Regions from separate parts of the Mus musculus genome. Here all the other regions are linked to region 2. A link is a contact called in public HiCAR-type and promoter capture Hi-C data. All regions are on one chromosome and are shown on one strand. Each heading gives the region's core, a stretch centred on a gene start, on an enhancer-like site or on the middle of the called end of the contact. The rest is flanking DNA. Distances are from core to core; before and after follow the strand shown. Region 1 overlaps Gm15991 (a long non-coding RNA gene). Region 2 holds the start of Sh2d4a (SH2 domain containing 4A). Region 3 overlaps Csgalnact1 (chondroitin sulfate N-acetylgalactosaminyltransferase 1). Region 4 holds the start of Psd3 (pleckstrin and Sec7 domain containing 3). Region 5 overlaps Psd3 (pleckstrin and Sec7 domain containing 3).

Region 1 (2,700 bases), core at 8-2,507, 280 kb after region 2:
TTGTCCCTCTGCATAGTACATGTTTCTGACCTTCCAAGCATCTCGTGTTTCTCGTTTCTGCAGCGATCACTTCCTCAGAAAACCCTACATAAGCATCTTCCCCAAATTAGGTCACCTTCTTTGGGAATTCCTGGGAGAGTTCCTTTTATTAGCCAGAGCTCTCTACATACACAGATTATCATTATTTTCTCTCTGTTGGGGAAAAGGTTAATTAATCTGTACTTGTTAAACACACTACACTAAGAAGAATTTCCAGAGATGAATTTTATACATTATAAAAAATAAATGATTGCAGAAGTATTTTAAGGAATGCTGTCTCAAACTTCTGCAAGTTAACCTTTTGATAGTGGCATAGAAGAGCCAGGGGAGAGCACCAGGGATGACACCACATGCTGTACTTGGCTGTTGTAGGGTGCTGGAGTTGTAATTGGTCCTTCTGTCACCGACAGACATTTCTGCTTCACAGGCAGGAAGTCTGAGGTACCCTTGTTTCGAGTGGTTACTTGATTGTTCACAGAACCCTTGATGTCAGCGTTGCCCAGAGAAGAGTCCTACATGAGAGTAGATGTTTTGTAGTCAAGACAGAACCCAGTGTAGATAATATCATATCTTGGATGTGTTCATTCACAGTAGAGGCAAGGGGATGACTGCACGGTGGGCATAGATCAAATTTCATCTATTACTTAATTCTAGGCCAGAAATGGGAACCACTCAAATTTCAATACTTGTCTAAAAGCAGTCAGGAAGGAAGTCTTAGGAATTATGATGTGAACCAATTTTACCCCTGTAGTTTTTCTTTAAATAGCAGCCTTTTAAGAATCTGGGCAGATGCTCAAATTTAAGACAGATTGTATCAATGGAATTACTTACAGTTCGGTATACTCCTTGACTAGCTGAGTGGTATTTCTGATGTACAGATATGGTAAGTTTTGGAGAAAGGCTACTTTCTCTTTGGTGTGGCTCAACCAAACACATAGAAAGAATTACTTGAAGTTAATCATGCAGAAAATAAAATAAGGTTTTTAATAGCTAAAAGCTAGCATAAACTTACTGTGTGTGTATGCATGCATGTGAGAGCCTGTTCATGTGGGTGCATATATGTGAGTGTGTGTGTGCAAGCCAGAGGTTACCCCTTGGTATCATTCCTGAGGAGCCAGTCACTTTGTTTGAAACAGAGTCTCATTGGTCTGGAGTTCACTGAGTAGGCATGGCCAGCCGGCCTTCCCAGGGCTGGAGTTACAGACTGATAGCTCTCATGTTTGTTTGTTGATTTCAACATATGTTCCAGATATTGGACTCAGGTCATTGTGCTTACATGGCAAGCACGTTACTGAGTCATGGCAGGCTTTGTGTGTGGTGTTCCCCCACCCCCATAGACATGACATGTATACTATTTTCTGGCTGGATCTCATTGATGAAATCGTGTGTCCTGATTATATTCTGATTTTTTGTTTGATTAATTTTGAGTGATTATATAGTAGTGTATCAAGCATATTTACCGCGGTGGTGTAATCATTCCCTTCTTGGGTAATTTGTTTTGTCATTACTTGTTATGCTGTATTTGTGATAATGTCTTCGTTTGGTTCTCATTTTGCAGGCAGAGCCGTTTGTTTGGGTTAACAGTGCATCAGCACATTCTCAGAGTGTTGCCAAGGCAAAGTACGAATTTCTGTTTGGCAAGTCAGAAGAGAAAACTCCGGATTCTAGTAAGTGTCTTAAACATTGTCTTCTAGGTAAAAGATGTGTGGTCCTACTTATTTCTGCATCCTGTACTTACCTACATCACTTCCTGCTTACCCCTGTGAAGCCTGTGTGCTCCAACTGTTCTCTAGAGCTGTCTTCCCAAAACTAGAGTTGGATATAGTTCCTACAGCTTGCTCTAGGTAATTTCAAGTCTGTTTTTTGAAGAATTTTCAGCTTCCCATACTTCAAGTTTCAAGAATTAACTACTTGTTGTTAAGATTTTATTTTCCACATTTACCATCATTCTGTATAACTATACTTTATTTTTGGCTACCATCATATGTTATGGAGAGTCAATTCCACAAATTTTTTTAGACAATGTAATCTTAAGAGAGCTCTCACTTGAAAATTACTGTCACATTCTATAATTAGAAGCAACAGTCTTCCAAACAGCTTAGAACAAATAGAACTAATATTAGTACCTGTATCAGTAATCCTACCGACTGACTTCCTTAGCATTCCAATACTATACTATGCACTTTGAATATTGTATCTTATTTGATCCTCAGGGAAATCCCATAAATTGCCTCTGTTATCCCCATTCTCAAGGGGTGGCATCTGAAATAATTTCCTTTCAGTTACAATTTCCTGACCCCAAAGCTTGGCCTTTCAGTGCATGGGAGCAGCACATTTCTGAATACACTTTCCTTAGAGAGAGTGTGAGATACACAGTCTTAAGAGTTTCAGAGCACTTATCCGAGTCTACAGAAAAGTGGTGGTGGAGGTGTCTTTTGGGAGACAGGAAGAGGTGAGAACTTGTGCTTTGGAGTTAGACTTTCTGAGTTTGAGTCCAGGGTTTGTAACTCACAACCTTGTGGCACTGTGTACATTATCCAATTTCCACTTTCTTGTCGTAGAAAGTGATTTCAGTGGCATGTCTCAATTATTTTGTGATATGCAAACACCTCAGAATCATGCAAGTGCTTCTGATTCTGTTTGTTGCATTAATAAGGATGA
Region 2 (2,700 bases), core at 52-2,551:
ATTAAATTAAAAATTATAAATACATTGTTTCGTTCCACAAACAAGAGAAGCTTGTCAGGGAACTGAGCAAGATGTAGCTGGTTATCCCTGCTTCTCTAGGGCCATAGTGAAGAGAAACACTATTGAGAAAATCTGCAAACAGTGAGTGACTCCACCTAGGGCCCATGAACCCCCCAGGGCAGGAGTGGCTGCGGATGGTTTACTTTTGTTGAGGAAAGTTCTTGCTAGGCTGATTTTAGATTGAGCCTTGACCCAGAACCATAGGGAGGGGACGAGCCCGCTGCTCTCTGTACCACGTGAGGGCGCCCGCGGGAGGGTGTCCCCGCGCGGGGAGCTCTCTAATAGAGTTCTGCGTGGGCTGAAACAGGTTTCAGGACTCTGTCTGGAAGGTCACCTCCGGGCCAGGAGAGACCACATGGCACTGCCCAGTGATTGGACCTCCGCTGATTTGTGGGTACTGTTGCAGGCACCCAGCACCTGCTTCGTGGCCCCGACCCTCGCAGGTTGCTTCCGCAGCTGCACCTGCCCCGGCCAGTGTAAGCACTCACCACGCGTGCATGCACACCGCCCGGGCACCATGACTTCCCTGAAAGACTCCAAGTTGCCTCCGATTCTCCTCCCACTGGAGACTCTTAGTATAATGATCACAAGCCCTCTATTCTTAGGGCCGCCACTCGCCCGGCCCCGGCTGCCGATACTGGACACCCTACACGAGACATCGGACACCCACAGCTGTGGCGGTCGGTTCCTCTGGGCACCCGAGCTCGCCCTGCGCGCGGTGGAGGAGGGACCAGAGGGACAGGTGAACAGCCTGACCGCGGGAACCAGGGTCTCCTCCTGTCCCTGTCCTCTGTGCTTTACCCTTCGCTCTAGAGACTCACCTGCTGGTTCCCACTCCTCGCTCACCCTTCTGCCTGGCTCCATGCTCCAGCGTTTTACCCGACCCGGTCACCTACCTGCTCAGTACCCGGAGCAAGGTGACCCAAGCACCTGCCACCTCCAGATTGCCTACAGCAACTGTCCGGGAAGAGAAGGGAGGACAAGCAGAGACCCAGCCTCCCAGAGACCCAGCCGCGCGGGCTGTCTGGACAAACACTCGGGACCAGAAGGACACTCAGCGTCCAGATCGCAGCCCTGGCCCGCCCCGCCGCGCCCACATGCTGGGGTGACTGACTGGGCGCTCCCTCAAGGCCCCACCCGGGTGCTGGAGGCGCTCCAGGGCCAGTAGGCAAGCTTGGCTGCCTTGGTCCAGTGACAGCAAGGCCACTAGTCCTTGGTTAATCTAGAGCGCTGTCTACAGTCTGGGGTAGTTTGCCTTACCACCTCAGTGGGGGTCTGTGGGACTTATTAATTACAATAGTCCGGCCCCTTCCACATTTGACTTGTAGGTGGAGCCTGCGGAGGCAGGCAAGGCCCATTTGGGAACCTGGGTCCTGCAGGCCAAGTTGGCTGTAGTTCTGCCCCTGCATTCTACAGCTTACTTTTTCCTTCTCTTTTGTTGACATTAAGTAAATTATCAAACTCTGAAGCATTTGTGACTCCAGGTGTGGCTTTACCGAGCATGATCAAGGAAGAGAAAGACTGGAATGCTGCAGGCTGAAGGCACTAGGGACAGGGGCAGCCAGGGAGAGAAACATGAAAGGGGGAAAAAGGTGGAAGTCCCCTGTGACTAACAGATCAGGGCCCGGATGGCACAGAGCACCAATGAAGCCTAAGCATACGTGGGAGGGAGGAAAGCTGAGCCGAGTGGAAAGGTGGACCAGCCTTTTCCACGGGTGAGGAACGTTAGGGATGTGGGGAGAAAACAGGGCTGAGAGGTGCGGAGGGATGACACAGGACCTCAGACTGTGGAGGTTAGAGAGAAGTCTTATAAACAAGAAACACGGTGTGACTTTATACACCCTGTCCAATCGATTTAGGAGCCTGGCATGCTGGACCCAAACATTGTTTATCTTAGGCTTTCACAACCGCAGAAAACCCTTGAGTTGGAAAACCTTACAGCCAGGAGTTACACCCTACACTCTCAGGAAACACGACTCAGCCATTTGGGAATTGTGCTTGAGATCCACTCAGGCAAGGACTCCCGGCCCGAAGCTTACTCTCCACTGTACTGAACTGGGTGGCCAGATGAGGTGCCTTAGAATGCTCTGTCCTCCTCTGCCTACTGGTGGTATCTGCTCAGCACGTGTCCTCACACTCTCTGGAAACTAAGGAGCTGTACAAGCTGGCTATCAGCCAGCTCAGGGGCCCATGGGACACTGATGCTATCACTAGGTACCCTCCTCCAGACTCATTCTGTCTCCAAGTCCTGACAAGCCTTTCTTGATGACAGCTCTCCCCCTTACATTTAGCCTTACAGTTTGCCATTCACGATATCAGCAGTGCCTGGCTGATTCAATTCTTGTGAGGCTCAAGTGAGATAATGCATGCAAAGTGCTCAGAGCATGGCTGGCCCTAATATGTTTGGATACTTACTGCATGCCAGAGACTATTGAATAGATAGAGGCTCTTGCACAAAGTGTTCAGAACCATTTCTGGCACGCAATATTCAAATGCATTTGCTCCTATTACTCCACATCAGATACTGTAAATTCGTGTTCCTACTTTATACCAAGGCTATGAATTTTTGTGTCTCACCTTACCTGGATTGAGGCTATGAGCAATTATCCTGGTCAAAGCATGCAGGCCATTGCTGTACCA
Region 3 (2,700 bases), core at 124-2,623, 410 kb before region 2:
TGTGTGTGTGTCTTTTATCCAGGAACCAAACCATCAAAGGCAGGGTAGAAACCCTGGATTAGAATCAAAAATTTCTGGCTGGTGAGCCTCCTATCTCTGCTTCCCTAGCTATAGGATTATAAATGTTCACTGATGCACGTGGCTTTGTACACAGATCTGGGCATCTGAGCTCAGAGCCTTATGCTTGTGTCCCAAGTACTTTATCCACTGAGCCCTCTCCCAGATGGGTACTCTTTAAGATGGCTTTTGATATTTGTAGATAAGCAGGATGGTTGCTGGTTGAGAGACGGGTAAAACAATAAAGAGAAACTTTAACTTACATTTGGAGATGTGGACAGAAAGAGCTGGAAAGGGCTTCCTCCCCAGCTTCACAGTGAGCAAAGCTGGGCAAACAGTGAGCTGACTATTCATGAGGCTGACAATTTTGCCTCAAGTATAATAGAGGGCAGGTCTCAGCATTAACTTGCCCCCTGCTCCTTGGCAACCTCACAGGATTACAGAATTCTGAATGTCCTCTCCACAGAGAAATAATAAATGTACAAAAAGACAAATGACCAGCTTAACCTCAAATTTGCAAATTTGAGAACTCGAGGTTTAGAGAGAGATGCTGTCTCAAAAATTGAAGCGAATAGTTGCTTACTATTCACCTCTGGCTTATACACATGCATACATACATGTGTGTGAGGACCTGTGCAGGCATGTGCACATGTGCATGCACACACATAATATAAACTTACAATTGTTTGCATCTATCCAAACATCACACTACAACAAATACAACCTTTAGGCATGGCGCCCCTTGTGTAAGTAGAGAATGCATGAAGAAGCATGAGTTTTGGTCTTGGACTTGTGAGTTTTGATCCTAACTTCAACACCGTGTGCTCTGTCCTTGTGCTCATAGCTTGCTCCCTGTCCTGGGGGCTAGTACCTCCATCAGGGTTCAGAGACAAGGTTTTGGGAAAGTGAGTCTCATGATAGCATCTGGGAGATCAATGACACTATACATGGTTAATTTATCCTTTTCTAGATTGAGGAATATTATATCTCACAGCAAGGAACAAGAGAGTAATGCCTGTGGCCATGGCAGTGTGTTAGCCTGGCCTCCAAGCACTCAGTGTGGTCCACACAGAATCAGCCCCAAGAAGCCTGCCAGGACCCTGCAATCAGCCATTTAATCTGCAGGGTGGTAGGCAGTATTTTTTCTTCCATGTTCATTCTTTTTATAGCTTATGACACATTCAGCAATTAAGATTCTGAAAAAATATGAATTTTTAAGTGTGCTAGTATTGCTGATTTGGGGTTTATGCTGTAAAAGCTTCCAGATAAGGTTTAGCTTTATTTGGCAGTGTTCATTTCTTTAAATAGAAGCCACAGCACACACCACTTCTTGTCAATCAGCACACAGGATCCAATCTACTGGATTTCATCACAGTAGCCATCTCTTGTGCAATTTATTACTGAGTTGCTTAGAATTCTTTCTCTACTTCTTCTCTGACACACCTTTGTGAAAGAGAGAAATATCTATGACTGCTATAAAATTGATTGATAAACACATTTGGGTAAAAATATGAGTTTCCAAAAACAGTTCCCACCTCTTTTTTTATTCCCTGGAATACAACTCAGCTGTGTTACCAGATGACAATTTACCTCGTATTGGGATTAGACTAAATGTGAGGACTGTCAGCTATCCTTTACAGGGCTATAAGAACCTAAAGTTCGGTTAGCTTCTGGGACATGTTTATGCTATAAAACAGACATTAAGAAGGAAAAGGACTACATAAAGTCTGGTCTCAACCTATTGGACACTGGCAGTTGCTGAAAGAAGCAGAGGCTACAGAGCCAGTTTTCCTTAAAGTCCTCTGGGACTAAGACGATATTTCTCTCTATCTATTATAATAACTACTATTTCCAGGAACCATATTCTACCTGAGAGCATAGAAACAGAATAAGGGAGGGATCTATGCATTGGGCAACCTGGAAAGCATTTAACAGCACTCCAGTTGGTTCTCCAGTATTAATAAAACAGAACAAAGTCTGAGGATGAGTTCAGGAGAATTGCTTCTCAAACTGGCAAACTGCACTGTGAAGAAGTAATTATAGGCCTCCTACCCGATTTAACACATTTTACAAGAAATGTTAAATGAAGCATCTCCCTCCTTCAAAACATGCTCTCTCTTCTTGGATATTTTTTTCCTACAGAAAAGCACAGAGAGAAAGACAACAGGCACTCACCTCCCCCTTCCTGAACTTAATAAATACTTGTGTTAAGTCCTTTCTGCTTCAGATTATTTTAAAACAAAAGGAATAAAATATCCCAGATAACCGGACTGTTTGCTCTCCCTCCTTCCTCTGGAGAAGTCTTGGTGGTAAACTTGGTGTGTTTCCTGTCTCCAAGTACATAATCCTTAAACTGATCCTTGTCTTTTAAGGGACCCATCCTTCTTAGAGATGCTCTTACTGCCTCATGGTAAGTGCTATAAAGCAAACCAGAGGTTAGGCTGCCACAGCCTTACTGAATGGTAATTATTTCCTAGTACATGGACTATAAACTCTGCCCAGTCCCTAGATATAGTCAAGCTGTGTTAATTTTCAATTATGCATTTTATAGAATGACAGAGACAATTACATTAATTTATAGCTTTCTCTGAGGTTTTTAATATTTTAAGCCAGAAGTCACAGATCATTTCCAGGGACATAGCT
Region 4 (2,700 bases), core at 58-2,557, 300 kb after region 2:
TAAACTAAAGCTGGGAGATTTTAAGCCTTTCCCCAAGTAAGACAAGCTGCCAGCTGTCAAGCTGGACTTCTCAGCTTCATTTCTGTCACCAAGTCTGCTGTCCCTAGATACACCATCTGATCTTTGTCCCCTGCGTATGAATTGGTCTTCTTGAGAGATGGGCCTACTTGGTTTGTTGTAGTTTCAAACCCTGAACATTTCTTTCAGAATTCTTTCTTGGCATGCAGACTTGTGGGAAGTGTAGCTTGGTGGTACAGAGGCTGAGCTTTCGAGCCGTAGTGTCTGAGTTTGAGTCCCTTCCAGTGGTGCCTCTTTTACTCATCTGATCTGACAAGACTCACACCTCTTTTGTATTTTAGTAGTCTCATCAATAAAATGGGTTCATAATAGTAGCTATTGTAGAGACTTCTGGGGGATAGAAGGATTCACAAAATGAAACTTCTTAGTGCAGTGTCTAGCATATTACTACACATTTTCTAACCTAATTATATTATTTATAAAAGTGGCCATTCATTTTTTATAAATTAAAATAAAATTTATAAATTAATATTTTTTATAAATTAAAGTGAGCACATTTTCTGGCTCTTGGTTGCTGGTTACTGAGTGTATGAAATAGGAAAGTTTTTTGAAGTGTCTGTGTTTCTCATGCTGATTGCAATATTAATGATACTGAAGATGAGTTACTTACTTTTTATTTTTTCCAGTGTTGGGGAATCAAACTCAGGGTTAGGTAGGCGCTGTAGCACAAATGGACACTCTCCACCCAAGATTTATTTTTAATATTTATATCAAGTCCAAGAGTCAGTGTTATGTTACTAACTATGTATTAATTTTATATTATTATTTACAAAAGGAGTGCTTTTACTGAGATTGCTTGAAAAGTATTGCATGCATCCAAAGTACTGTAGGTGATGTGAAAGTTTATCCCATTGCTTTTAAAACTGGATCACAACATCTTTGAATCTTTTCATGGGACGTTTCCAATTACTATCAATTACTGTGAAATATTAATTTGTCACAGGAACAGTAATGTAATCATTAGTAAAATGACTGTGTGGCAGCAGCACTTACAAGTGAGATAAAGACTGTCAGCTCTGGATTGACATGGAAGCAGCTTTTGGGCAGTGTTTTTGCATTTGCCTCTTCCGTCGGAACAGCGTGAGAATTAAATGCTTTTAAAGGGAACCGGCCCATCTCGGTTCATGTGTGTCATTCCAGCATCAGAGAAAATGCTGCATAATACTAGGATGACAGCCCCACCTCTGATGTCACCCAGGATGGTACGATCCTCTCAGAGCCTCTGCCGGCTTCCTGCTGCTGCACTGGGGGAATGGTTACATTAAAGCTAACTCCCGACATCTCAGTTATCTCCTTGGAAGTAGTTTTGACAATTATAGAAAAGCCCCACAGTGGCTGTCTTCGGTAAGCTACCAAGGTAGAGAGCGACCGAGGCTGAGCACAGCAGGAGAGCGGGCTGCTCTGCCTTTGTGAGGGGCTGAGGCGGCAGTTCCTGGGCTCGGCTCAGCTCTGGTTCCAAGTGCTCAAAGTGCTTCCATTTACATCACCGTGTGCAGTGCAGGGCAAGAGGGGCCTCCAGGAAATTTGAAACTAATTTGCTTCCAGTTGACTAGAACAGCACATTTTGCATTAGCTTGCTTCTTTTCTCGTTAACTTTTCTCAAGCGTTAAACTGATGAACTGGGCATTTTCTATGATCAATGGGTAACTGCTGGAGCTACAGTAATCTCTGTGAGTAACCTCTATTTGTAGGTCTATGCAGGCAAATATATATTATCTATCTCTTGTGCAATGCTGCTGTGACATTTTCCGTCTGTATTATTGACTGCTTGTGTTGTCTTTCGGCCATCCCAGTAGGAGACTTCTGGGGGCTAGCCCAAGTTCTGCTGAATCCTGCCATAGAAAAGAGCAGACTGCATTCATTCTGGGGCATCCCTGCCAAGCACTCTTTAATTGCCCAGAAAACGGAAAGATGCAACGGGGGCCTCTGAACGCCTTTGCCCAGTACCTCACTTGGCTTTAGCTTTTAATATTTGTTTTAGTGTCTGATGCTGAATGTTCTAATTTTTAAAAAAAAATGTAAGTGGAGAGTAGAGTATCATGCTTACCTATAATTTTACTTCCTTTCATTCCCCGTCCCCAAGCAGGTTTCCCAGGAACAGGGCATTCTATCATCCTATAGAAACAAGCACCCTTTCTGTGCTGCATGATTTAGGCAGAAAGAAGGAAACAGGCTATTCCTTAGTTTAGTGTTGGATGGGATGGGGAGGAGTTTCTCTTAAAGAACCCAAGCTGCTTTTGTCCGAAGCACAGCCAGGAACTGAAGTAGCCTGGAGGGGGTGGGGGTGACTTCAGGATATTCTCATTGGAGTTGACGCTGAAGTCATCACAGCCTTTCCAGGAAGTTTATAGCAACTGTCTTCTTATTTCTCAGTGTGTCTTTCCTATCTGTCAAAAACATTTTATAGTATTTTAAGATTTATTTCTCTCTCTAGAGAAACCAAGTTTCAACGTTCTGTTGACCGGTCAATGTTGATGTGCTTGGAATTGTTCGTGTCAGTCTGCAGGACGAAACCTGACTTTAGACTCTGATGGGAGTGCCAGTGTGGATCAGCTGAGGCTTAGCCCCAGCTCAGTGAGGCTGCTTCTCTAACCTCACCCTGCCTTGCCCACAGCTGTCGTT
Region 5 (2,700 bases), core at 158-2,657, 320 kb after region 2:
CTAGGTATTTTATATACCTAGTATTTATATAGAATGATTATTTCTCTTTTGTTTTTATTTCTTTCTACAGATGTCTGAATTTATCTATTTTCAAGAACTTAGTTCCAAATGCTGAATTGGCTGCTACTGTTTTTGTTGCTGTTAGTGGTGTGTGTGTGTGTGTGTGTGTGTGTGTGTGTGTGTGTGTGTGTGTGTGTGAGAGAGGGTAATTGTTTGGGAGTAGTCTCTTGTAGTAAAAATTCCTTTCCTCTTTCAGTTTTTGAATTAGTTTTAGTAGCTACTTTCTTATATACGTCAACGAAGAAAATTCCCTTGATCTCTCATATTCAATATTTAGTTAGGAAGGATCATTGAGTACTTATTATACTGCGTGTATTTTAAAGTATTATATAGAGACAACAAAGTCTGCTGAGATCCTGGATCCCATTTGAACAGGAATAGTTAAATTCTTCCAGGATGCTCTGACTGCTGAGCGTGAAGCTGCCAGTCGGTTGGTCAGCAGGAAATAGCTCACCTAGCCCTGCTATGTAATGCAATATTTTAATGAAGGGGCAAAGAACAGCATCCCCTCCCTTAGTGGTCCAGGTTGGGAGCCTCAGGCCCCCAGGGTTCAGCAGGCTATGTGAAGTCCAGTCACATGGCTCCAGAATTAGAAAGGATAATTAGAGACTTACAGTCACACACGTCCCCATGGGTTCCTTTGTGTCTGGGTGTTTCTCTCTCGCAGGCCTATCAGGAGATGACCACAACTCTGACCAGTAAGTGCTGTCTGACCTGAAGACTGCAAGCCACACGTGTTGTCCTTGTCACCAGGAACCATGGTGAATAATGTCCATTTCTGCTGAACTGGGTCTGGACAGAGGTGAAGTGAGACAGCAAATACAGGAGTACGTCAGCAGCTTCTTCCCTGGCTCTCTCAGCTATAAGAGACTGCTCTCAAATATGTTTCGTTGTGTGAAAAATCTGTTTTATACTTCAGTTTCTTAGATTTTTCTCTCAGGGTAGGAGTTCCGTAGAAGAGGTGAATTGCATCTGTGTGCAGCTGATATGCCTGAGGGAAGTGCTTCTCTGTTCAGTCCCCTGAAGTTGATATTTGTGGTTTTCTGCTTTCCTCTTGCCCTTCCTCCTCCTTCCTCTCAAAGGGAATGCTGTGCTCTTTCTTCTTCAGCCTTTTTCTTTCCTTAGTGCTTTCTGCTTGGGAAGATGTAGCTTGAAAGAGCAGTGATAAAGAAATTGGCTAAAGTATAACCTAAGGAAATGTTCTAGCACCCCAGTCTAAAAGCAGAAAGGCATTTGCATATGTATAGTTATTAAAGGAAGAGAATAACATCATGTGCTGTTTGCTAGCTGGTGAGTGAAAAATCTCGGCTTTACTAAGTGTCCCTAGAGGCTTGTGGGACTCTGAACTGTTCTTCTGTCACTCGGGGCAGGGCTCACTGCTGCCTCCTGGTTTAGTAGTGGCTGGATGTGGCTCCAGGAATCTCTTAAGTTTTTTATGGTCTGAATATTTTTTCTCCAGGAAAGGGAGTTCCCATTCTCTCCACAAATTTCTAAAGTGGTTTTAGTAGTGAAGTTATGTACTTTTTCGGTTTTTTTTTTGTTTTTGTTGTTTGTTTGTTTTCCCATTTGAAAGTTCTTGCTCAGTTGTTTGTTTTATTTTGTTATTGCATTTGTGGAGAGGGCGCTCCTGTAGAATTCACAGTGAAACCTAATTTTGAATGTTACTTTAGTTATTTAGTAGGGGTGTAGTTGTGAAAAGACAGAATCTCTCCCAAAGAGAAAATAAAATTAATAGTAACTATTATAATTGAAGAAGTAACAAATGAGATGAAGCAAAAACAAACAAAAACAAATCAAAAAAGGACAATCGGGTTGCTAAGAGTGTCAGAGGCTTAGTAAAGGGTAGGAGAATGAGATAGCTGCTGATAAGAGAGAGGGAAAGTCAGCTAGCCACTCCTCAACACCTAGCTGTCAGACAGACTCCCAGCCCTGAGCTTTCAGAGGCTTCCTGGAACATGGCTTTCCTATACAAAGCACTGTGCGGTAGGGGGTTGCAGAAGGGGGCATAAACATGGGGATAAAGAGCAGCTTCATCTTGGACAGCTTGATTGATTTGTGGAAATCCGTCTTTTATTTGGTGAAGTAGAAATATCCCTACCAACTAATTTAATTTTGGTGTATGAATTTGCAGAGTGTGAGGTTTAATCTGTTCATGGTTTACACAGAGGTCTGAGTAATTCTTCGAAGTATAATAGGAAAATAGATAAGAAAAATCTTGGGAAAGAAAAAAGTACAAGGAAGATTGGGTCAGTGTTTCAATATGGGGCAGTTGGGGTTGGGTCAAGGTAACTTTAGACTTCAAACACAGATCTAACTCACTGAACCCCAAAACTGTCACAGGAGTTGCATACAGAATCCAGGTTTGTAGGAGTCACCTGGCAAGTTCAGCATTTGTGAAATAGTGTGGTCAGTCATTTACTGGAAGGTTGATGGACTGTGGAATTGAAGGTCATTGCAGAGACCCCGGGATCACCCTCTTACTGATATACACTTTCCAATGGGAGGGTGGTGAGGACAGTTATACATGGAAGAACCCGGGTGTCCATTGTGGACCCTACTAATTTTTTTGTACAAAATATAATTTACACAGGCTTTCCAAATTTTGGTGTGATGATTGGCGAGGTGGTCTTTTAACAAATA

What was found. Promoter capture Hi-C pulls out the DNA fragments that hold promoters and counts their contacts. HiCAR-type assays count read pairs that join an accessible place to other places.
Region 1: a contact with region 2 is called in a promoter capture Hi-C map of liver. The contact joins the enhancer-like site here to the promoter of Sh2d4a in region 2. A contact is called at or near these places in 9 of 39 promoter capture datasets (the 3T3-L1 cell line, the C10 cell line, cranial neural crest and 4 more), 5 of 484 Hi-C or Micro-C datasets (bone marrow-derived macrophages, embryonic stem cells, urothelial organoids and 1 more), 12 of 115 datasets of contacts at active chromatin or transcription factors (bone marrow-derived dendritic cells, embryonic stem cells, fetal liver and 5 more) and 3 of 9 other capture datasets (adipose tissue, liver and macrophages).
Region 3: a contact with region 2 is called in a promoter capture Hi-C map of hippocampal neurons, with 2.3 times the contacts expected there. The contact joins the enhancer-like site here to the promoter of Sh2d4a in region 2. A contact is called at or near these places in 4 of 39 promoter capture datasets (embryonic stem cells, hippocampal neurons, pre-B cells and 1 more), 1 of 484 Hi-C or Micro-C datasets (bone marrow-derived macrophages), 1 of 115 datasets of contacts at active chromatin or transcription factors (embryonic stem cells) and 1 of 9 other capture datasets (adipose tissue).
Region 4: a promoter capture Hi-C map of liver shows a contact between it and region 2. The contact joins the promoter of Psd3 here to the promoter of Sh2d4a in region 2. A contact is called at or near these places in 19 of 39 promoter capture datasets (the 3T3-L1 cell line, the C10 cell line, the HPC-7 cell line and 12 more), 2 of 15 datasets of contacts at CTCF or cohesin (both in the NIH/3T3 cell line), 6 of 484 Hi-C or Micro-C datasets (bone marrow-derived macrophages, cerebellum, embryonic stem cells and 3 more), 12 of 115 datasets of contacts at active chromatin or transcription factors (Th17 cells, bone marrow-derived macrophages, cardiomyocytes and 7 more) and 5 of 9 other capture datasets (adipose tissue, embryonic stem cells, liver and 2 more).
Region 5: a contact with region 2 is called in a HiCAR-type map of kidney, with 3 times the contacts expected there. The contact joins the enhancer-like site here to the promoter of Sh2d4a in region 2. A contact is called at or near these places in 2 of 39 promoter capture datasets (liver and pre-B cells), 3 of 115 datasets of contacts at active chromatin or transcription factors (bone marrow-derived macrophages, cardiomyocytes and kidney) and 3 of 9 other capture datasets (adipose tissue, liver and pancreatic islet).

What each region holds. Positions count from the first base shown.
Region 1 is chr8:67,999,723-68,002,422 of GRCm38.p6, reverse strand. All of the region lies in intron 4 of Gm15991 (a long non-coding RNA gene), which reads right to left. It also overlaps a transcript of Psd3 not described here. Among named protein-coding and RNA genes, the nearest start is that of Psd3, 26 kb to the right of the region's middle. Within about 2 kb of position 1,257, at least 6 of the 459 cell types and tissues checked have an H3K27ac peak or open chromatin away from gene starts, as enhancers often do. A contact at or near this core is called in bone marrow-derived dendritic cells and liver, where this site is marked.
Region 2 is chr8:68,275,129-68,277,828 of GRCm38.p6, reverse strand. Sh2d4a (SH2 domain containing 4A) reads right to left here and starts at 1,301. Exons shown (of 9, transcript NM_028182.1): 1 at 957-1,301.
Region 3 is chr8:68,686,639-68,689,338 of GRCm38.p6, reverse strand. All of the region lies in intron 1 of Csgalnact1 (chondroitin sulfate N-acetylgalactosaminyltransferase 1), which reads left to right. Among named protein-coding and RNA genes, the nearest start is that of Csgalnact1, 47 kb to the left of the region's middle. Within about 2 kb of position 1,373, at least 20 of the 459 cell types and tissues checked have an H3K27ac peak or open chromatin away from gene starts, as enhancers often do. A contact at or near this core is called in hippocampal neurons, where this site is marked.
Region 4 is chr8:67,973,181-67,975,880 of GRCm38.p6, reverse strand. It overlaps Psd3 (pleckstrin and Sec7 domain containing 3), which reads left to right and starts at 1,307. Exons shown (of 16, transcript NM_177698.4): 1 at 1,307-1,748. The coding sequence starts at 1,718. The region is part of intron 3 of Gm15991 (a long non-coding RNA gene); the gene reads right to left.
Region 5 is chr8:67,955,103-67,957,802 of GRCm38.p6, reverse strand. The region is part of intron 3 of Psd3 (pleckstrin and Sec7 domain containing 3); the gene reads left to right. Gm15991 (a long non-coding RNA gene) reads right to left here. Exons shown (of 7, transcript XR_003947558.1): 1 at 675-2,700. Among named protein-coding and RNA genes, the nearest start is that of Gm15991, 3.0 kb to the right of the region's middle. Within about 2 kb of position 1,407, at least 146 of the 459 cell types and tissues checked have an H3K27ac peak or open chromatin away from gene starts, as enhancers often do. A contact at or near this core is called in adipose tissue, bone marrow-derived macrophages, cardiomyocytes and 2 more, where this site is marked.